7 separate regions of the Mus musculus genome follow, and regions 1, 2, 3, 5, 6 and 7 are each linked to region 4. Evidence: chromatin contacts called from public Hi-C, HiCAR-type and promoter capture Hi-C data. All regions are on one chromosome and are shown on one strand. The core of a region is the stretch at or near the end of the contact, and the rest is flanking DNA. Distances in the headings are between cores, read along the strand shown. Region 1 has its middle 23 kb from the start of Gm39601. Region 2 has its middle 87 kb from the start of Gm39602. Region 3 has its middle 19 kb from the start of Gm39602. Region 4 holds the start of Etaa1 (Ewing tumor-associated antigen 1). Region 5 has its middle 23 kb from the start of Spred2. Region 6 holds the start of Spred2 (sprouty-related EVH1 domain containing 2). Region 7 has its middle 53 kb from the start of 4933406G16Rik.

Evidence for each region. Promoter capture Hi-C pulls out the DNA fragments that hold promoters and counts their contacts. A called contact is a pair of places that touch in the nucleus more often than the background predicts. HiCAR-type assays count read pairs that join an accessible place to other places. Capture Hi-C pulls out chosen DNA fragments and counts their contacts.
Region 1: a contact with region 4 is called in a Hi-C map of uterus, with 2.4 times the contacts expected there. The contact joins the enhancer-like site here to the promoter of Etaa1 in region 4. A contact is called at or near these places in 6 of 39 promoter capture datasets (the 3T3-L1 cell line, the HPC-7 cell line, cranial neural crest and 3 more), 1 of 484 Hi-C or Micro-C datasets (uterus) and 1 of 115 datasets of contacts at active chromatin or transcription factors (astrocytes).
Region 2: a contact with region 4 is called in a promoter capture Hi-C map of hippocampal neurons, with 7 times the contacts expected there. The contact joins the enhancer-like site here to the promoter of Etaa1 in region 4. A contact is called at or near these places in 5 of 39 promoter capture datasets (the 3T3-L1 cell line, cranial neural crest, hippocampal neurons and 2 more), 1 of 115 datasets of contacts at active chromatin or transcription factors (astrocytes) and 1 of 9 other capture datasets (adipose tissue).
Region 3: a HiCAR-type map of astrocytes shows a contact between it and region 4, with 9 times the contacts expected there. The contact joins the enhancer-like site here to the promoter of Etaa1 in region 4. A contact is called at or near these places in 13 of 39 promoter capture datasets (the 3T3-L1 cell line, 3T3-L1-derived adipocytes, cranial neural crest and 7 more), 1 of 484 Hi-C or Micro-C datasets (cortical neurons), 1 of 115 datasets of contacts at active chromatin or transcription factors (astrocytes) and 1 of 9 other capture datasets (adipose tissue).
Region 5: a contact with region 4 is called in a promoter capture Hi-C map of hippocampal neurons, with 6 times the contacts expected there. The contact joins the enhancer-like site here to the promoter of Etaa1 in region 4. A contact is called at or near these places in 2 of 39 promoter capture datasets (hippocampal neurons and liver) and 2 of 115 datasets of contacts at active chromatin or transcription factors (astrocytes and embryonic stem cells).
Region 6: a promoter capture Hi-C map of liver shows a contact between it and region 4, with 2.7 times the contacts expected there. The contact joins the promoter of Spred2 here to the promoter of Etaa1 in region 4. A contact is called at or near these places in 2 of 39 promoter capture datasets (hippocampal neurons and pre-B cells), 5 of 115 datasets of contacts at active chromatin or transcription factors (astrocytes, embryonic forebrain, embryonic stem cells and 1 more) and 1 of 9 other capture datasets (liver).
Region 7: a HiCAR-type map of astrocytes shows a contact between it and region 4, with 4 times the contacts expected there. The contact joins the enhancer-like site here to the promoter of Etaa1 in region 4. A contact is called at or near these places in 1 of 39 promoter capture datasets (hippocampal neurons), 1 of 115 datasets of contacts at active chromatin or transcription factors (astrocytes) and 1 of 9 other capture datasets (adipose tissue).

The regions. Positions count from the first base shown.
Region 1 is chr11:19,640,027-19,642,953 of GRCm38.p6, forward strand. No RefSeq gene overlaps it. Among named protein-coding and RNA genes, the nearest start is that of Gm39601, 23 kb to the left of the region's middle. Within about 2 kb of position 1,340, at least 41 of the 459 cell types and tissues checked have an H3K27ac peak or open chromatin away from gene starts, as enhancers often do. A contact at or near this core is called in uterus, where this site is marked.
Region 2 is chr11:19,828,533-19,831,385 of GRCm38.p6, forward strand. No RefSeq gene overlaps it. Among named protein-coding and RNA genes, the nearest start is that of Gm39602, 87 kb to the left of the region's middle. Within about 2 kb of position 1,264, at least 77 of the 459 cell types and tissues checked have an H3K27ac peak or open chromatin away from gene starts, as enhancers often do. A contact at or near this core is called in hippocampal neurons, where this site is marked.
Region 3 is chr11:19,759,938-19,762,924 of GRCm38.p6, forward strand. No RefSeq gene overlaps it. Among named protein-coding and RNA genes, the nearest start is that of Gm39602, 19 kb to the left of the region's middle. Within about 2 kb of position 1,339, at least 34 of the 459 cell types and tissues checked have an H3K27ac peak or open chromatin away from gene starts, as enhancers often do. A contact at or near this core is called in adipose tissue and astrocytes, where this site is marked.
Region 4 is chr11:17,952,448-17,955,174 of GRCm38.p6, forward strand. It overlaps Etaa1 (Ewing tumor-associated antigen 1), which reads right to left and starts at 1,428. Exons shown (of 6, transcript NM_026576.4): 1 at 1,116-1,428; 2 at 131-256. The coding sequence starts at 1,347. It overlaps Etaa1os (Ewing tumor-associated antigen 1, opposite strand), which reads left to right and starts at 1,523. Exons shown (of 3, transcript NR_131915.1): 1 at 1,523-1,638.
Region 5 is chr11:19,899,483-19,902,475 of GRCm38.p6, forward strand. No RefSeq gene overlaps it. Among named protein-coding and RNA genes, the nearest start is that of Spred2, 23 kb to the right of the region's middle. Within about 2 kb of position 1,424, at least 8 of the 459 cell types and tissues checked have an H3K27ac peak or open chromatin away from gene starts, as enhancers often do. A contact at or near this core is called in hippocampal neurons, where this site is marked.
Region 6 is chr11:19,923,124-19,926,034 of GRCm38.p6, forward strand. Spred2 (sprouty-related EVH1 domain containing 2) reads left to right here and starts at 1,319. Exons shown (of 6, transcript NM_033523.4): 1 at 1,319-1,833. The coding sequence starts at 1,808.
Region 7 is chr11:19,117,065-19,119,875 of GRCm38.p6, forward strand. No RefSeq gene overlaps it. Among named protein-coding and RNA genes, the nearest start is that of 4933406G16Rik, 53 kb to the left of the region's middle. Within about 2 kb of position 1,392, at least 14 of the 459 cell types and tissues checked have an H3K27ac peak or open chromatin away from gene starts, as enhancers often do. A contact at or near this core is called in astrocytes, where this site is marked.

The DNA.
Region 1 (2,927 bases), core at 90-2,589, 1.7 Mb after region 4:
AGATGTAAGCTCTCAGCTACTACTCCAGTGTCATGCCTGCCCGCCTGCCTCTTGCCTGCCTGTCTGCATATGCCCCTCCAGATGATCATGGACTAACCTTCTGAAACTATAAGCAAGCTCCCAGTTTCTTTTATAAGCTGTCTTGGTCACAGTGTCTCTTCACAGCCATAGAACAATAACTAAGGCAGGAGCTTACAATTTCAGAGAGTGAGTCCATGACTATCATGATGGAGGACATGGCCACAGGCAGGCATGATGCTGGAGCAGTAGCTAAGAGCTTATCTCTTGAGAAGAAACCAAGAGGCAGAGAGAATGGAATGGGCTATTGATTTCTCAAACCCACCCACGGTGACATATCTCCTCCAACAAGGCCACACTCTTGATACTTAGCTATCAAAATGCTAACTGGGGGCCAAGCATTCGCACATGAGCCTGTGGGGGTTATTTGCATTCAAACTACCACAGGGGTCAAAGTACCTGGGCAGCAGCATCACCTTTACTTGTCTACAGCCCCACAGCCAGCGGAGCGACCACCAGGCTTCCTCGCTGAAGATCACTGCGGAGCATTCTTCCAAATGGAGCAGCTCATTCTGTCGTTCCTACATTGCAGACCACACAAAGCTCTGCCCTCACTTGGCAGCTAGCAGGCCCTCACTATACAACCATCTCCTATACTATATGCCCTGGGTTGAGACTCTATATCCCTTCCCCCAAGAAACACAGAACAGGGTGAAGACAGAGGCGTGTGGCTGTAGAGTTACAGTATTTCTCCAAAACTGGAATTAATTATCGCTACTTGCTCCTCTGTCCCTCTTAGATCTGCAAAGTGTGGGTCACAGTGACTTTGTTTTTCTTGGCCCACCACATATTGAAACCATTCCTGCGTGTCGATCCTGAATATCTATCTCAGCCAAATCCTTGTGAAAATTACTTACTGTGCAGTATAACAGAGAGAGTTTCTAAAGTTAAATGTCTTAGGGTATTTTATCTTTTTCAAGTGCATACCAAAAGCAATTAAGTTCAAACTATGGGGTACAGTCTTTGCCAGTTTCCATTCTTGACACATATGTGTCTGGGTTTACAAGTTCAAAGGCCTCTTAAAGGATCAGATCTCTAGCTTCAATTTTCTCCCTGTAAGCGAAAAGCAGGGCTGTGTCCTTGCTTAAATCATCTGCAAGGAAGTCCATAGCACAGGGCTTCTGCCCAAGAAATCTCTCATGTGGCTAGAAGACCAGAGCCAGAGCCCTGCACCTTCCAGGTCAGGCCACAGGGATACTACAGGGTAGAAGGTTCAAGAGACTACTACAGGGCTCAGAGCAAGGCAGAGCAGTAGCAGTCCTGGGCCAAAAGCGTCTGAGTCAGCGTGCTGTTGCCGCGTTCCCAGGCCACACTGCGTTCCTTGTGGCCTCACCCTGCTGCCTGCTCATTTCATCTTACCCAGCCCCATTTTGTCCTCCCTTCCCCTGGCCGCGGAGATCTTTGCTTCTAGATTCCTGGGGCTTCACACAGCCCTTCCCTTTTCTGCTTCTGTCCATGAGTACCACAGCTCCTTCCTTCCACTTCTTTCCCACTCGATCCTGGAGAAATTTTCTGTGGGATTCGCAGTTAAACAAGTATTAAGAGCCCAGAAAGCCTGTTGAAAATTTCAATCTCTCTCCAAACCCTAAGTTTGCTTTTCAACACCAATTATCAAATTGCAGCCCAGTCTCATTTGTGGAGACCGTAATTCGGAACCTGTAGGCTCACCCAAGTTTATTTATAATCCCAGACAGTCCTGTTGAAGCTGCTCACAGCCATGGGCAGAGCTGCAAGGCACTGAGCTTGCTCAGTGCTCACACTCCACTACTGAGCTGGCACAAGGCAAAACTCTGCATTGCTTCAGCTGGATTGCTATAAACAAGCATCCTTCTTGATGCCTACTTACGACCAGTTGTTTTGTATTTTTACTTTTTTGTTAGTGGTTTTGCTGTATAAAATTGACCCTGGAACATGGGATCAGTAACCCTGGATCAGTAACTGCTGAGTTGCACAGGAGGAAGCTATCCTGATTCCCCCTTACACTGGAGCACGGTTATAGAGAAGAGTAGTTCAGTATACATTTTACAAAGCCAAAAGGGTTTTGAAAGTTTCCACAATGAAGAATTGATAAATGTTTGAGTAAATATTTTAACATGACTTCATATCACACACACATATGTATGTATGTATGTATGATGTGTGTATGTGTACATATATATGTATATATGTTAAAACAATGCCCCACTAATATATAATTTTCATGTTTTATGTACTAGTTAAAGACAAATTTAATGAACAATGAAAGATAAGTAAACAAACTAAAATGGCTGCTGAGGGCTCAGCTTATCTGATGTCCCATGTTTCAGGCAGCTATGGTATACTCCATGCAGGTAAGCACCCAGCTGCATCCAGCAGGTTGTGTCTCTTGATTATGCAGCTCATAGTAGTTCACCATAAATATTTACTAAAGGAGATGCCTTCAAACAGAAACACACATAAAATACAATTATGGGGCCCAGTGAGATGCTCAGCAGTTAAAGGCACTGGCCACCAAGCCTGATGACCTAAGTTTAATCCCTGGACTACACATGGTGGAAGAGAAAACTGACTCCTTCAAGATGTCCTCTGACCTCCACACATGCACTGTAACTCACACACATACAGACACACACACACACTCACACACTCACTCACTCACTTGGTCAGCCAGTCAACCAATAACTGTAAACACTTAAACTTCTGGATTCATCAGTTGAGGAAATCATGACCATAGGTCACAGGGTCACATAAACCTGCCCTTGAAGTTCCCACAGAGGAAACAGCTGTGTCTACTACTACAACATGCTCACTGACTTTATAGAACATAACTACCATGAATAATGAAGGTTGATGGTAAATAGGACAAAGAA
Region 2 (2,853 bases), core at 14-2,513, 1.9 Mb after region 4:
AGGGAGCCTGCCTGCCTTGTCACTCCACATCCTCTCTGACCCTAGAGTAGTGGGCCTTGGCTGGCTGTGACCACCATTGGCCCTCTTCCTGACTTCCCACTTTGCTCTAAAGTTTGGTTTTCATCTGAACATCACTTACTACATCATTTGCTTTCTTTAAACACATACACTTCATAATTCCATTAAATACATCAGAGAGCTGACACAGCCCCCTCTGCCTCTGGTCCTCCTTCTCCACTGAGGTTTTGTTTGTTTTGTTTCTGGTGTTTTGTTTTGTTTTGTTTTGTTTTGTTTTGTTTTGTTTTGTTTTGTTTTGTTTTGTTTTGTTTTAATCCTGTTAGCCCATTGTTGAGAGTTGATCTCGTCTTGGTTGTCTTTGCTCTCTGCTTCCTCCTTCTGACCTCCTGTCTCCACTGACCCCTGGGGGCCTGCCTCACTATCCACTGAAATTGCTGGCACAGGATGTCCCTTGTAATGTTAGGAACTGCAGGGCTCTGGACACTCTGGGCCTCTTCGATGACCACGTGACATTTGCGACTATTGTCCTTCCTCACTCCAAGCACCAACCCTCAAGCTTCCAGGGCTCCCCGACGGGTAGCTGGGCTGGAATGTGCCCACTCACAGTTCTGCAGACTTCACATCCCAGAGGCGTGGCATGCCCTCCGCAGCCTAGCACACAGGCAGGGTCCTTCCTGCCCACATCTAAGTAGGGTGCTCTATTTCCCTGGAACATCCTTTCTCATTCTTGAAACTCAGCCCAGAATTTCATTATGGGAAGCTTTCCCTGAAACCCTAGGGTCAAGCAGGGGACCCACGACACAGCTGCTGCCTGGAGGCCTGGAGCTCTGGTCAGCCAATGAAGTGGTAAGAAGTGACTCCAAGTGGCCGCAGGCTAGGCTGCAGAGTTGACCTCCAGGTATCTACTCCTTCAAAGTCCTTCCCCAGCAGGCCCTCTTCCTCCACCTGGCTAAACCTGACTGCGGGTCATCAGGCCTCTCCCACACCTCCTCATTCCCCATTCCCCTGCCCACTGCCCATTATCAGCCACCTCCTTCTCTCCTGCATCCATGCGCCTCTCTGCCTGCCTGCACATGATCCAGCCCTGGCATCCACCCACCCCAAAGGAGCTCGTTCCTCAGCTGGAGGCTTGCAGGCACAGCACCGCAGTGGCATTTAGGCAGGGAGAAGCTGGGGAAGGCCCCTACAGCCCCTGGAAGGCATTCTGGGCTGACACACCCAAAGCAGGGAGGCAGGGCCCTGTCTCAGCAGGGAGCTGAGAGGACAGATCATCCTCACAGGCAGCTGCCGGCAGCTAACCAGAGAGCTCAGCTTGTTCACATTATCACTTCCTCTAGAATGCCTCCTCTCCCACAGAATCATGACAGAATTGCCTCATGGTGCCTGGGGGACTCAACGGGGGTCTTTCTGGAGTAAGTGACCTCCACACTAAGTCGGGAGGCAGATGGATCTTGGGTACTCGTGAGTGCCACTATCATGAGCTGTCCTAGTACTTAGAAATATTTCTGCCTCTTTACCATCTAAACAAAAGAGCAGGAACCTGTAACCCCAGCAGGCAGGCAGGAAGGAGGGAGGGGCATCTTCTACTGCCTACCTAGGTTGAGACTACCCTGGACTACAAGAGGCCAAGTATTGAAAGAAAACTAAGACAAAAACAACCTAGAGACCACAAAAGAGAATGTCAGACAGGTGAGCAAGAACACCTCCCCCACCTCACGCCCCCACGGGCCTTTTGAGAGAAAAAGCCTGAGACCTCAACCAATCTCCCTGAGCACACAGTCTCTTCGATTTGGCAGAGAGGCCTGGAAGCCCTCTAGGGCTGCTGGATGGCTTAAGTAGAACACCTGACAGGAAATGAGCTAGAGACATGGGGTCCCATGCTCCTGCCCAGGCAGCCCCATGATGCTAAGGTGGGACCAAGCTATACTGGGGATCCCTGGTCGGAGGGAACTCTGGCATCCCCTTTGCGTCTCCCAATTGTGAGACGACAGAGGGAGGAGAAAGATCCCTATGGGGTTTGGTTTTGGGAATTTCCCCTCACAGGAACATTTACTGCGGTTGAGCTGAACAAGTGGCTGACGCTTGTTGGTTCACTACCTGCACATTCCGTTTATAAGTCTTACAACCCCCCTCCAGTGGACCGTCCTTTTTACCTTATCCAGCAAAATGCAACACTTCCTCAGACGCTGGTTTACAGACCACATCGCTTGGGTCTATTTCAGTGAAACACTGCTTTGGGATTCTACACCCTTTTCTTCTCGTGTCTTCTCCATGCTGTCCACGAGAGGGAGCCAGCGCGCCTGTTTGTGCCTCTGCTTATAGCGCTGGCTACCAAACAGGCGAAGTAGCTGAGCTCAAACTAATAATCCAGTATTTTCGGAACTCTGGTGAACAGAAATTCTGGAGAACCCTGGAATCTTTGGCAACTTGTTTTAACACAATAGAAATTTGGCAAACATGAAAAGACTTTCAGATCTTTGCCGTCTTGGTTTTCTGTTGTGGGGGTTGGGGGAGGGGTTGGTAGTGGTGGTAATGCTTGATTTAATTTTTTTTTTCCTCTTTTTAAATTTTTTTATTTATCTTTATTTTATGTGTGTTGGTGTTTTCCCTCCATGTATGTCTGTCTGAGGGTGTCAGATCTTGGAGTTACAGACACTTATAAGCTGTCATGTGGGTGCTAGAATTTGAACTCGGGTCTTTAACCACTGAGCCATTTCTCCAGCCCTTGATTTTAGCTTTTGAGACAGTCTCACCTAGCTCAGGATGACCTCGAACTCATTACGTATCAAAGCCTGGAACCCCTGATCCTCCTGCCCCTACCCTCTAAGCCCTGGA
Region 3 (2,987 bases), core at 89-2,588, 1.8 Mb after region 4:
CCTCCCTCTGTGTCCTCACAGAGTCCCACTATGTCTGACTGGTATTTTCCTCTTATAAAGACACCATTCCCTTTGGACCCAAGGCCATCCTAATGACCTGTCCCGTACTGGCTAGTTTTATGTCACCTTGACACAAGCTAGAGTCATTTGAGAAGAAAGACTCCAACTGAGAAAATGCTTCCATAAGATTGGCCTGTAGGCAAATCTGTAGGGTGTTTTCTTTATTAGTGACTGATGAGAATGGGCCCGGTCTATTGTGGGTGGTGCCTCCCCTGGCTGGTGATCCTGGGTGCCATAAGAAAACAAGCTGATCAAGCCATGGAGAGCAAGCACATTCTGAGGTACAGGGGGAGATGTTAAGACTTTAACACATGAACTGGGGGCCCAGAACTCAGCCCTTCTTTAAGGATAGCTAGATACTACATGTTTTGAGGTGTGGCTCTCCAGAGAATGCTGATAAATAAACACACTTAAAACTAACTATACAAATAACGAAGCACCTCTGCCCCGATGGTCACAGGAGTGACTATAAAACCTAGGCATGGTTATATACTCTTCCCAGAAACGATGGGGATCTGTGGATTATAATCTAGGATTCACATAAAGAATACTGCACGCAGCATTAGGGTAATTTTCCTCAAAGGAACAGCTTCGCTTTAATTCTGTACGTTTTAAGATATCCAGAATCACTTTCCCTAAGCAATTATGATTTCACAAAACGCTGTCAGGGCATTTGCAGAGTTTTACTGCCCAGATAGAACCCGATGCCTGGAGCTTTGGGGAGTGATTTATTATTTGCTCTGGTGGAAGGTTGCTAAGTAAGATTTATTCAGTAAGAACAGCCATCTGAACGGTACGTAAGATATGTGTTTGGCTGTGAGGGAGACTTCTTTTTCTCCTTTCTTCAAGTGGGCTTACTCTCTATACTCAGAAATATGCACATTTGCATCCCCACTTTGGTGACATTAGGGGCACTGCTAGGCATTTTGACAAATCAGTTCCTTTCCACTGTTCCCATTTGAACTTTAGCTCTCAGAAACGTTTAACAAACTGTCATACTAAAAACAGCCAAGAGCAGTGCCGAAGACCGTTGATGAAATCTCTTGGGTATCCATCCGCTTTCCATGTTTCATTCTGAATATTTCTTCATTGCATTTTCTGAGGGCTACGGACGTCCTGGGAAGCAAAGCAGCCAATGCTTTCACTCATACCATCTCAGAGAACTCCGATTCTTAAGAAAAAGAAAACAGCGATAATGCCAACTTTGTTTCTCAGAGCTGTAAAAAGTAACAGGCGCCATTGTTGGCCTACTTGCGCCCCCTAGTGTCTATAACGTACTGTTGCTTTTTGCAAAGGGGATGCTGAAGAATTGGAACCAAAGGAAGCTGCTATCCCTATTTTCCTCTACTTAAGATACAATAACCTCCTTCACGCCAAGGTGGCCGGCACTTTGTAGCTCGCCTTCTCCCCAGAAGGTCTGCATTTCATCGAGAGCACTGAGGCAGAGGCAACGCTGCTTGATGGCAAAAATTCAGGCAGAAGAAAGCAGTTTCCTTTGCACTCAGGCTGGGGTTTGGAGTGGGTACAGTGGAACTTTTAAAGAGTCATCAACACCTCTAATCCCTGCCCTTCTACCAGCAGACAGAGGGGGGAAACAACACATCTCTTGCTTCTGCTTCTACACTAGGCCATCCCCATCCCTGTGCCTGGCTGAAATTTCAGCTCTGGGTGGCCATGTCCAGCAGGGTACCTCACCAAGAGCACAGCAACCGGGTGGAAACACATGGGAATGTTCTGGGCGGAGTCCAACAACCCTCCCAAGGCTCCCTGTGTAGGTCAGGGAGTTCTGAGGGCAGACTGCCATTCTCCAAGACAGCATTAGACTGAAGCAGGCAGCACGGAGCAGAGCAGAGTGGTGAGAGGGAGGCTGGACAGGGCTAGGTAGGAGAGGTTTCTGAGCTCTGGCCTCAGCTCCTTACTTAACTTCTCCCAGGTATTTGGAATTGGCTTCTTCCCCAATTAGAAGAAACGGTGGACACCATACAGCCAGTGCCCCAGTGCAGTCCAGACAGAACCTTGAAGAAAATAGGAGGGATGTGCACACCACAGGGAAGCTGCAGGCTCACCGCCACCAATTCACACCCGCTCTCAGTCCATAACCCCAGGGGAGATCGTAGCAAGTGGCAGAGAGTCCAAGGTTGGATTCAGTGTTGTTTCAAATGTGTATAGTGGGACAACTCGAATAGAACCTGAATAGGCTCTGGCGGGCCTGAGTTTGAATCTCAATTCTGCCTGATTATCTCTATAACCTTCAGCAAGTTTTCTGTCCTTTAACTGCCTGCTCAGAGGTTAGATCCTCCAAACAGGCCCCTCAGAGGACCCCGCAGAAAGGGGCATGTTCCTTCCTTATGTGTCTTGAACTTCATAATCCCTTACAGTTTTTGTTCAGAACACATATAAACACCTCTCATAATTTTATAGTCTGGTTACGAAGTAAGATGTTTGATTTCCTCCCTGTTCAGTGAGGGCGGGGACCACAGCACAGCTCTCCTCCCTCACCCCCACCCACCCCCATCCCTGCCAGCTTATCTCAGGGAGGGACATGCAGAATACACACAATAAAAAGTTTAAGAGATTAATTCATTGGACTAAGCTTTTGCCATTTTATTTTAACACATTAACATACCACTTCCCTCCTAGGTGTGTTGTTGTAAAGGCTAAAGAGGTATAGGTATAGATAATATAGATACTGATGGTGTATATATAGGAATAGGTAGAGCGGTTGTAAATGACATGATAGAGATGATATATAGATATATAGATTACCTTGATATAAGTATATATAAAGATCATATGCATATAAATAAGTATTCTTCCCTATTTTTGCACAATGTAGGTGGCCTAAACAGGATGGTTCCTTTGCCACCATTAGAGACTCATCATAGCAGGCCCCACTGGCCACTGAGGGGTGAACTATCAGACTGGCA
Region 4 (2,727 bases), core at 178-2,677:
AAATCACACATGAGGTTCTAAAAAACAAAACAAAAAACCCAAAACCGTTGTATTATGATGTTACCAGACTAAAATTTTACCGACAATAATTCTTCAAGCACCTACCCACATAAAAATAACAACAGATTACCTAACTGCTTTGTCATTGGAGAATTTTGATCCCAGAAGATATCAGTTTGTCCATCTGGATCATTTGGAGAACTGAAGGTACAGGATAATAAATCCATTTTCACGATTTGTACTGGCGTCTCCTTTCCTGCATAAGATGACAATCATTGCTTCTAAGTGTTACGTTACTTCATAAAAGCTAAAGTCAAACAATTAATTTTCATGTCCAATACAAAGCTTGTCTCCTAAAGACAGTTACTTTAACCACAATAGAAATGTTTCAATGAAAATAATATCTTAATACTTCATAAGTTTAGCACTGTAGTTAGGAAGTGTTCTTTGAAAATTCCATAGGCCCAGGAATGATACCATCTGATCACTGAATTACTATCACCAGGCTTTAGGTACCTCCATGACGTCAGCAGATGTACAGGAAATGCATCCAAACAGAAAGCCAAGCTAAACTCTCACAAGGCCCCTCCTGTAAACTCGACCCAATTTTTTTTTTACTCCATACACCCCAAAACCAATAGTGATTTGTTTCTAGGGAAGCTCTGTCTAGAATCACTTGAAGGTTTACAATGTTATTTTTCTTTCCCAGCCTCGTTTTATTCATAGCAGAAACAAGCAAGGTAACAGACATTGTATTTTACGGACACACCCTAGGATAGAGGTTATGAGTTTGGTCCTTATTGGGATAGATATCTCTTAACTCCAAGTTTACAGAAATGAACGCGCCATCGGTTTGCTGGGCTAACCGGATGTTACACCTAGCAAGTTCCGGGAGCACACTACGGTTTCTGAGGTGGCCCTTTTTGCAAAACAAAACAGCGAGGAAAACAACAACAACCAGCGTAGGTGCCCAGTTTCCGGAACACAGTCCACGGCACAGGCCCCGCCCACAACCAGACGTTCAGAAAAGGCCCGGTTTACCGGACTCGGCTCTGCAGCCCCAGGCCTCCCGCCCGGTCTGCACCGCCAGGCTCCGCTCCCCGCCCTCTCCTCACCCCGGGGACTGCGCCCGCCGTCAGCCGCTGCCTGCCGCTGCGCCCGCCGCGCAGACCGCGTTCCCGCCCGGCGGAGCTGGGAGCTGCAGGCCGCCCTGGACTCCCGCAGCCACGGCTCTGCCGCCGGGCGGCAGTTCTTAGCAGCCGCCCTGTGCGGCGTGCTCCTCCGGGCAGGGCTGTCCGCATGCTTCCTTCGCCGACTCATTCCCGTGCCACCGTCCTTCAGCTGCATTCACATTTTGCTACAGCGGAGCAGGGCAACTGCTCGACAGAGAGCCCGCGCGCCACCGTGCAGCGCCATCTTTGCAAGTCGGGCGCGCAAAATACGCTGCTTCTAATTGGCTGCCTCCGTCTAGGGGCGGGTTACTACGCATGGTGCGGATTGGCTGCGTCAGTGTGAGGGGCGGGGTTAGAAGGCTGCGGCCAGGGCTGAGGAAACAGGAGTTTTCTGAGGTCTACCATCAGACTCGTCCAACTTAGCAGGAACTGCAGGACCCTTTTCTGGATCTGTGACAGGAACTTGGTATGTGAGACAGTAAAGAGTTCATATACAATGACAGATTCTTATTGAATTTAAAATTTAATTGATTATTTCTAAGATTCAAATGATGGTGTGTTATTCGATAATATGAGAAAATAAAGACTATAGTTTAGGAGGTAATAAACGCAATAGTTCATAGATGTTCTGTTATGTGCGTAGCTCCAAAATGTAGGAAAACGTATTAATTTAATAAACTAACAGTCGCTGGAAACTGTACATGCAAAACAGAGCTGTCATCTTAGTAGGAATAAAATAGTGTTTATTTTGAATCAAGTAATAATTTCCATGGCCAGGGAGCATTGATTCAGGTTGGCCTAAAAACATGTTTCAATATAAAAGCAATCGCACAGACTTTAACAGTCACAGAACAAAAAACAAAGCATTTGCCAGGCGCTTTGTTGGGGACAACAGGTAGTAGGTGGGTTACAGCAAAGCAGGAGATGATTCGTCCATAGGCTTTAGGTAAGGATATAATTTATGAGACCCATCCTTTCGTTGATGGAAGTTAGTGATCTGGTAACAGTGCATTCCAAAGTTTTTACCTGCTAGCCTTCAGGATGCCAATCCTGACAGCTGGGTCCTTAATGGCTACTTAGGGCACTAAAGATAGCCATAAAGATTATTTGGTTTTATATCTGTAACACTCCAGTTTCCTTATCATGAAGTGTGTCTGTCTTTTTGTTTTTCAGACAGTGTCTTATGTGTGCCCTGCCTCCTTATTTAATGCAGTCTCGCTGTGAACTCCTGGTCTTCCTGTCTCAAGCTTGTCAGTGCTAGGACCACAGGTCTAGGTCCTGAACAGAATCATCAGCGTAGTTGTGCCTTCTTCCATGCCCCAAATAAAGTGAAACTCGGAGGTTAATTGTGCTTTAATAGATTAGTAATAAACCAAATTCTAAGTTTTTAAAGAATATGATTTGCGATAAATAGTAAAACAAAAGAGTGCCAACTCTACAGAGAGAACTATAAAACACCTTAGAAATAAATTGAAGGCCAAAATAAAAAGGGCTATGCTGTGTTTGTGGTCTGTGTCACTCACTACTGTTAAAGAGTCAATTCTTCCCAAACTGG
Region 5 (2,993 bases), core at 174-2,673, 1.9 Mb after region 4:
GTGTTTCTCTCTGTTTCTGTTTCTGTCTGTGCATGTCTCTCTCCTTGTGCTATGACTTGAACTCAAAGTCTCCTGTGAGATAGGCACATGCTCTACCACTGAACTATATCCTAAGCCAGTAATTAACCTTTCAGTGCCTAGTTTCTCCCGTCCCTAACGGTTTTGCTATTAATAGTCTTATGTCTCATGGTGAGTGAATTACTGTGATACATGTGATGCACTTAGAACAGGGCCTGGCACATAGTAAGTGCTCAATAAACATTAGTTATGATCACGGATGATGGCATTTTGAGCATAAGGTAGAATTCTTGGGTGGCTTGCTTCCTTCCCCAAGCCTGAGCCAAATGCCCCCTCACCAGATGGCTGCCTGCTTATGGGGAGGGAAAACCATCTGCTTTGCTTCGAGTGTCAGGAGCACAACTCTACACTGAATGAGAAGACTTCAGTGTAGAGAAACTCAGGGAAAGTAGATGTGAGAAGTGCATTTTCACGAGCAGTGTTGCACCAGAGGAAAAGGAAGGGGAGTCTAGGACCTTCTTAAGCCGAGAGTCCTCAAGACTGGCAGCAAGCCATGCTCCAAAGCTCTCCCATCCCCGGGCCCACCCTGTATAGAGGGATATTCCAGGCAGCTTTACCTGTGTGTGTGTGTGTGTGTGTGTGTGTGTGTGTGTGTGTGTGTGTGTGTCTGTCTGTCTGTCTGTCTGTCTTAATCTGCCATCAACTCTCATCACCAATCCATAGACAATCTGCCCAGTGGCTGAGGAGGACCAAGTGGGGTGACAAGGGGGTAAAGGGAAACTTGTTCTGAGGTTTGTGGAGTTTGTTTGTTTGCTTTGTTTGAGATGTGGTTTCACTCAACAGCCCAGGCTGGTCTAGAACTGCTCCCAACCAAACCTAACCTCTCTTGTGTTTTTAACTGCAGTTTATGTCGTTACTCAATAACATGGGCAGCCGCTATTCATTTTATTCACTTTATACATGGACCAATAAACGTCCTCAACTCACTTACTAAATCTCCTTTCTTCATTCATTATTCCATCCTCGCCTACGTGTTTACCTGATTCACGTCACATTGCTATCTGATATCCTTCAGTGTGTGTGTGTGTGTGTGTGTGTGTGTGTGTGTGTGTGTAGCTATGTGGGGAGAGAAAAATAGGAAGTTTGTTGTGTGAGTCTGTGTCTTGCAGGGGGTTGGGGCAGTGGAGAAGGAGAGAAAGAGCAAATAAGGGAGGGAGGGAAGGAGAGGAGAGGTATTAGGAGCCAGAGAAGGATGGTGGGTACCCTCCCTTTCAGGCTTACCTTCTAGAGACAAGTTTGTCACTGAACCTGGATAGGTTGCTGGCCTGCCGCAATGCTCCTCCTGTCTCTCTCCCCCATGGAACTGGATGACAGTCACTTATAGCCATGCCCTGCTTTTCCCACGGGTGTTAGGATCCAAACTCTGCACAGCAGGCGCTCTTTCCCACTGAGCTCTCTCTCCAGCCCATCTGCCTTAGTTTTTGAGGCAGAGTCTCTTGCTGAATCTGGGGCTCACTGATTTGGGTGGGCTGGCTGGCCAGTAAGCGTCAGGGATCTGCCTGCCTCTGATCCAATAGTGCTAGGATGGCAACACATGCTGCCTGGCCCAGCTTTTATTGTGGGCATTAGAGATTTGAACTCAGGTCTTCATGCGTGCAGAGCAAGCTCTTTACCCAGAGTCATTGCCAAAACCTCCACATCCCCTTTCTCAGTTAGCTTTATTGCTCAGAAACCACTATTCTATAGGAGTCCTTTCTCCTCTTTTAGTTTCCCACGGACAGCCCCGTATGCGGAATTTAGAGGGAAATACATAGGCAAGTACGGAATTGCTTTTTAGGATGAAACAAATTTGATGGCCAGCAGTGAACGGTGTGTGATAAAGGAAAAAGTTGAAGATAGAAAAAAGAAATGAAGTGGGGTGGGGGTGGGAAAGTGGCACATGCCACTTGAGAAAGCAAGACAGGAGGACTGTGTTCAAGGCCAGTCTGGGGCTACATAGTGAGTTTGAGGACAGCCTTAAATACAAGAGGAGAGAGGAGACCCTGACACAGAGGGAGTGGTTAGAGGGGGATGGCTTGAAACATTGAAAACCTGGAATGGGATTTTCCTGGCGATAGCAGGATTAGCGTTAAGCAGGAAATGAAGGAACATGAAGCTGATGGAGTGTGGACTAGAGAGTAAGTACGGATGCAAAGGCGGCTGCAGGATCTCCTGTGAGATGGCTGCACTGCAGACATTGGTGCCACAACGTAGGTGCTTGCGCTGGAATGCCTAGAGAACACAAGAACCATAGGGGTTGTTGCAGTCTCAGGTGTTCCTCTCTTACTCTGATTTGTTATGTTTAACTTAAGGAACAACACACCACTTCCTGCTCCCACTATGGTAGAAACTAACAGAAGCTTTTGCCCAAGAAGTCAGTCAAGTCCCTTCCAGAAACATTAGGAGGCAAGAAGCAACCATTAAGAACATAAGGAAAGACCTAGGGATTAGCTAGGTCAGCAGTGTGCTTTCCTAACATGATAGAGAGCTGTGCATTCAAGCATCCGTATCCTGTAAGACTGAGCTGGTGGTACAGACTATAATCCCAGCCTCCTCCCCCAGAATGGGGGGAGGGAAGGCAGTCGAAACCGAAGGCTGAGGGCACTCTCAGCCACATAGCCAGTTTGAGTCAAGGGGCTGGAGAGATGGCTCAGAGGTTAAGAGCACTGACTGCTCTTCGAGAGGTCCTGAGTTCAATCCCCAGCAACCATCAGTAACAAGATCTGACTCCCTCTTCTGGAGTGTCTGAAGACAGCTACAGTGTACTTACATATAATAAATAAATAATTCTTAAAAAAAGAAAGAAAGAAAGAAAAGACCATGAAGAGCTATATCTTGGGGTTGGAGAGATGGCTTAGCAGTTAAGAGCATTTGTTGCTCTTGCAGAGGCCCCAGGGTTGATTCTCAGCACCTCTTTAACTCCAGTCCTAGGGGTT
Region 6 (2,911 bases), core at 69-2,568, 2.0 Mb after region 4:
TCCAGGCAAATCCACAAGTTGAGCCCTGGGTGCAATCCTGCTCGTTGTCTAGATGGTGCATAGGTCCTCTCAGAAAACCTCAGGCAGGTCCTAGGCCATGGTAGGAAAAATAATTTAAAGAGAGGTATGAAGAGATGGCTCGCAGTTAAGATCTTCCATAAGACTGTGGTTTAATTCCTAGGACCTACACAGAGGCTAGCAACCAGTTCCAGGAGATCCAACAGCCTCTCCTCTCTGCCCACAAATGGTGCTGACATGCATGGATGCATCCTCCTTCTGCCCCCGCACATTCAAAAAGAAAGAAGGAAGGAAAGAAAGAGAGAGAGAGGGGGGGGGAGGGAGGGAGGGAGGGAGGGAGGGAGAGAGAGAGGGAGAGAGAGAGAGAGAGAGAGAGAGAGAGAGAAAGAAAGAAAGAGAGAAAAAGGAAGGGAAGGGAAGGAAAGGGAAGGGAAGGGAAGGGAAGGGAAGGGAAGGGAAGGGAAGGGAAGGGAAGGGAAGGGAAGGGAAGGGAAGGGAAGGGAAGACGGGTCGGGGGTGGAGTAATGAGTTCCTGGGTCTCTCTTTGGCCAAACCCCATCAAAGGTAGTAATCTGTGACCCAGTAAACTAAGAGTAGACTTCTAAGAGCTGGAGACAAGAAACGTTATTCACAGACTGGATAATTTACTTTGGTGTTACCTTTAAACTTCATCTCTGCCTGCAATGCCAAAGTTTTATGGCTGTTTGCCTTTTGTTTTCTGCGTACATATTTTTAAAAATATGCCCGCTCTAGGTGGGCATGGTGTTGCATGACAGTAATCCCATCGTGTGGAGGCCAGCGGAGGCCACCTGCACTGCCCCCAACCCCCACCCCGCAGTGTTTCTCCAAACCCAAACTCTCTGGCAACATCTAAACTCCTCCCCATCTCCGCCCTCCGCCACCTCCCCCCTTGATTTTTAATCCGAAGGTTTGGAAGGAGGGAGGGACAAAACGGGAGCCAGATGTGCTCTTGTCTTCGGCTCCCGCCTCCTCCCTCTTGGGCTTCCTAAAACCCGGAGCACCGGAGACAAGGATTCGGATCCTGACAAACGCAGTGCCAACCATGCTGTTCCGAGGCTCCTCCCTGACTGGAAGCTAGCGGGAGGGGGAGTAGAAGAGGGGCACGCTCAGTAGGCGGGACAAAGTGTTTTGTGAGTGTGTTTTTTTCCTCTCTCTCTCCTCTCTCTCTTTTATTTTGGTCGCAAGTAGGAAGCTTTTTGCACTCCACCACCTCTGGCCGCTGGGAAGACGTCATCGCTTCCGCCCTACTTCCTCCTCCTGTTGGCGGCGCTGAGAATCCAATATGGAGTAAATCGGTGGAGTGGCGAGATGGGGCTCGGACGGGGCGCCCTGCACCGCCTCCCAGGCGCATCTCCCCCGGCCGCCGAGCACTACCCGGAACCCTGATTGGCCCGGTCCCCGGGGGCGACCCCGGCCCGGCCCCAGCGCAGCCGACTGCCCGCCCGCCGCCCGGAGCGTGCTTGTTTTTCTGCTGCTCTCCCCCTCCGGGTCCCCTTCCCAAATCTCGCCTCTGCACCCCCTCAGAGCCCCGGGGCCGTGCCCGGCCGGCCCACGGCGTCCGCTGCCTGGTGTGCCCCTTCCCAGACCTCGCCCTGATCTCGGGGCTCTCCATTTCCCCGCCTGCCTCGGCGCCCCCTTCATCTCTAGCTCCCCCCCTCCACCACCAAATCAGGAGATGTCGGAGATGTGAAGAAGGGGGGCGAGCGCACAGGAAGATGAAGGGAGCCAGGCTGCATGCCGCGGGACAGGCGTCTAGGTGAACAAGAAAATGACCGAAGAAACACACCCGGACGAGTAAGTTAGCCGCGGGTGGGACGCGGGTGCCCGGAGGGGTGGTGTGGGGGCCGCCGCCAAGGACGCAGGAGGGGACTCGTCGGAGGAACTTGGCCTGGGGTGCAGCCGCTGGCTGAGCTGTCGGGGCTATGCGCGAGGCTCTTGACTTGGCTGGGGGAGACGGCAGAAACCGCCTGGGGTCTGCAAGTCCAGGTCGCAGCCCGGGCCAAGGGCGCGCAAATGACCTCGGGGCGGTCCTCGGGCTGCGGGAGCGGAAGCTCTGACGCCCTCCACGCGGGGCATCCCGGGGTCGATGGGTCTGTGTGCATGGTGACTTTGTGACTCCTGGCACTGCTGCCCTCCCATAGCCCTCTCCGGAGCCCTCTGGGGCCCGGGCTCCGCCATTTCGTTTTCTTGAATCGCTCTCATTTGCATACCACATTTTCATTCATAAAAACACGGAGGAGTTGGGGGAGGGCCAGTCGGGCTCGGCACAGGGTCAGTGCGCCCGGGTCCTCGCAGCGGCCAGAGCGCGGGAGCAGCCTGCCGAGTCCCGGCGCGCGTGAGTGTGTGCACGCGCGTGTGGGCCGGCACACGCGCCCCGCGGTGTCGGGGCAGCACTGGGGGCGGATCCGAAGCGTGTGCAGCGAGGGCGGGAGAGCGTGCGGGGAAGCGCGCTCCTGGCATGTATGTGAGGGAGAGCGCGTGCCCGTGCGTGTGCCCGGCCCGCAGGCCCGAGGGGAACAAAGCTCTCGGTGCTTAGTCAGAGGTGCTTGTGCTCGCCCCTCGGGGAGACCCGGGCTTGTCACCGTCTCTGGGCCAAGTGGCAGCTGCTTCCCGCCTAAGTCGCACTTAGGTTTGGATCTCCGCTCTAGTAGTGTTCGAGGCGTTTCCCTCTCGGGGAGCTGGGGGCGGGGCTGCCCGTGGGCCCCAGCGGGTACTTAGCCAGGGGTCCTAGCCGTGCCCGGCTCTGAGACTGCTGTTCAGTGGCTGTATTCGCTCACCACTTTTTTTTTTTTTTTTTTTTTTTTTTTTGTGAATAAGACGTTCTCCTTTATTGTCACATGATATCCCTCCTCCCTTGCACATTCATAAATCC
Region 7 (2,811 bases), core at 142-2,641, 1.2 Mb after region 4:
CCAGGGATTTTCGATGGATTTACACATATACTGTTTCAGTTACCAAGGTTGACTTAACAGCCCCTTTCCTTGGAGTCTTACATACATTTGCTACCCAGTTTCCATCTGTCATATAGGAAGGCATGGATGATGATAGGGATGGGGGCTGGCGATGGTGGGGGCCACACTCCAGCCTTGGGGAATTTGCAGCATGGTCCTCCTCTGCAGGCGTGCTGTCAGTTAACTAGCTCAGTGGCTTCTGCTGCTGGAGAGCTGACTCATCAAGACAGCTCAACATGGAGACAGGGGCTGATTTATTTGTGTTTCTTTTGCAAGGCCTTATCCCTTGCACACCCATCCTCTGTCCCAACACCAAAGGAGAGGGGCTGGCTTTTTTAAACCTTCTTAGATCAGGCTGGAACCAATTCAAACACACTCATGGCATTCCATTGCTGGGTACATTTTTCAATGAAGTTTTAGCATCGAGTTATGATGATTAATAAAGGTAAAATGGGATTAATATTTAATTCCCATCTCTAAATGGCAGGTTTGATTGCCATATAGCCCTAGCAAACAGCTTTATTTCTAAATGTTATTTTAGTCAGAGATATAATTTTCTAACACAGCAGAAAGTAGTGGACAAACATATGAAATAAAGCTATTATTCCATTTTGAATAAGTACCAGATCTTTAGATGGACATTAATTTATTCCAAATAACTTGGTTACTGTAAAACTTAGGATCTGAAAGTCAGTAATAGTTTTCTAGAAATGCAAAGTCCTTAGAATGCTTAATTGCTGTATTTTGAGGAAACTTCTAAATGCTATTCATTGTATTTAGTCAAGGCATGATTTGCTAAGGACCACAGGAAGAAAGAGCTGGGGAACATTTTCTCTGTAGGCACACTCTCCATTTTGCATCTATGTGCAGATTCTGGAGGCAAAGGGGAAACAGGGCTAATTTCTTCAGCCTCCCACCTCTGCCCATTTGCATCTCTGAGAACAAAACCTCCATTATTTCTAATCTTGGTTGGCAACCAGAGCTTTGAACTCATCATGAGTGTGAAGAGCTGAGAGAATGGTGCAGAATTCCTCAGCCCCATGGTCAGAGTTGACAGTGTTTCCTGAAACTCTGCATGAAACTCGATCCAATTCTTTTTCTCAGATTACAAGGTCCTTGGGATGAAATATTGCATCTTAAAGCAAAGGTGCAAAGCTAATCTATCATAGCATCCCTCCAGGTGAGATCTATTCCACCCTGAATGCAGAAAACACTGTGTCCGCTCTGCATGTGCGGGCCATACTCCTCTTATTATTATCCAGTTGAAAAAATCCCCAGCATAGCAATGCCTGAGAAATGAGCGGGCAAGCCTACAGAATGTGACACTTATGCTAATCTGCGCCCTGCTGTGGAAAAACACACACAAGGATTCCATTACCACATTCATTAGGCTGCAGCACACTCTATCCTGAATAGGGATTATGAACTAGAATTGGATGAAAACAGTCAATTGAGCCTACTTAGTTAAAATGCTCTGACATTGGCCAAATATGTTGGCATAGGATCATCAGCTCAGACTTTAAAGAGGACATTAGTGGTTGGAAGTTTGTCCTTCCCTGGAGCTGTCATATTCACCAAGTTACTACACATGTCATTGGTTTAGACAGTGAACACTAGAAACAACAGTCTGTCTAAGGATTGGGTTTGGGGTCATTGTTTGAAACATGTCCCACTCATCCTGTACACCTGTTGGGCAGTGCCTGGCATTCGCTCGCCACACTTTCTTCCTTCTTACAGTCAGATGAACTGTGAGTGATAACACTATATAGCTAGGAAAGAAATTAGAATCAGACACAAACACCAGTTCAGCTTGCCCAAGTCTCCTCACCTTGGTTTTGGGGTTACTGGACACAGTTGTCACCTATCAGCTTCATCTTCCTGTAGGGGCAGGCATGTTTGCCATGGAGCTAAGACTCTGAGCTGAAAATATTTTAAGCATTGTCAGAAATAATCAAGAAAGCAATGCAAGTGTCTGCTTGGGAAACATTATGGAATCTGGCTGTGCAGGCAGAGGGAAGAGATTTAAGTCCATCCATGTATATCATTAAGAAGATAATAATAAAAACCTTCTGTGGAAACATGTTTTCAGCCTTAGGTTCTAGGAAACTATTTGTCTGGGCGTTTCTTTTTCAGCTTAGAAGTGTAACACAAAGTTCTTATGGGAAACTCTACCCAGCATCTTGATTTATGTCAGTTATGTGTTCCTAAAAAGCTGAAGATAAATCAAACTTCAGTCTTGTGAACTAAATTGCTCCTGGGCTCTTCTTTTGGCCAAGGTAACCCTGCGAGGAATTCTCCTCGGTCTGTGTACAGCGAAGGGTATAATTTTGTGCCCTACTCTTTGGTTTATCACTGAGCTGATATTATCTAAGTTTTCCTTAGGATGCTTCCCAGAAGTGAATGGATGAAATAATGAAGCGGGAAGCTGGGGAGCCCCCAAGCTGAAGTGCCTGGCCCTTCTGCTCCCTCTCTTGAGAAAATGGGACTGTCAGAGAACAGTGAACCTCATTTTTCTCTGCACAGGAAAAGTATACTAAATCTGTTGACTTTTCTTTTTGTCCTTCCCTTCCCCACCTTCCCCCCCCCCTCAGAGATAGGGTTTCTCTGTGTAGCCTTGGCTGTCTTAACTTGATCTGTAGAGCAGTCTGGCCGGGAACTCAGAGATCCACCTGCCTCTACTTAAAATAAAGGTGTGTTCCAACACCTGGCTTCTCCCCTCCTTTCCTCCTCTGTTACTCCTACCTCCAGCCATGCTTTCTGTTTTTTACAGGA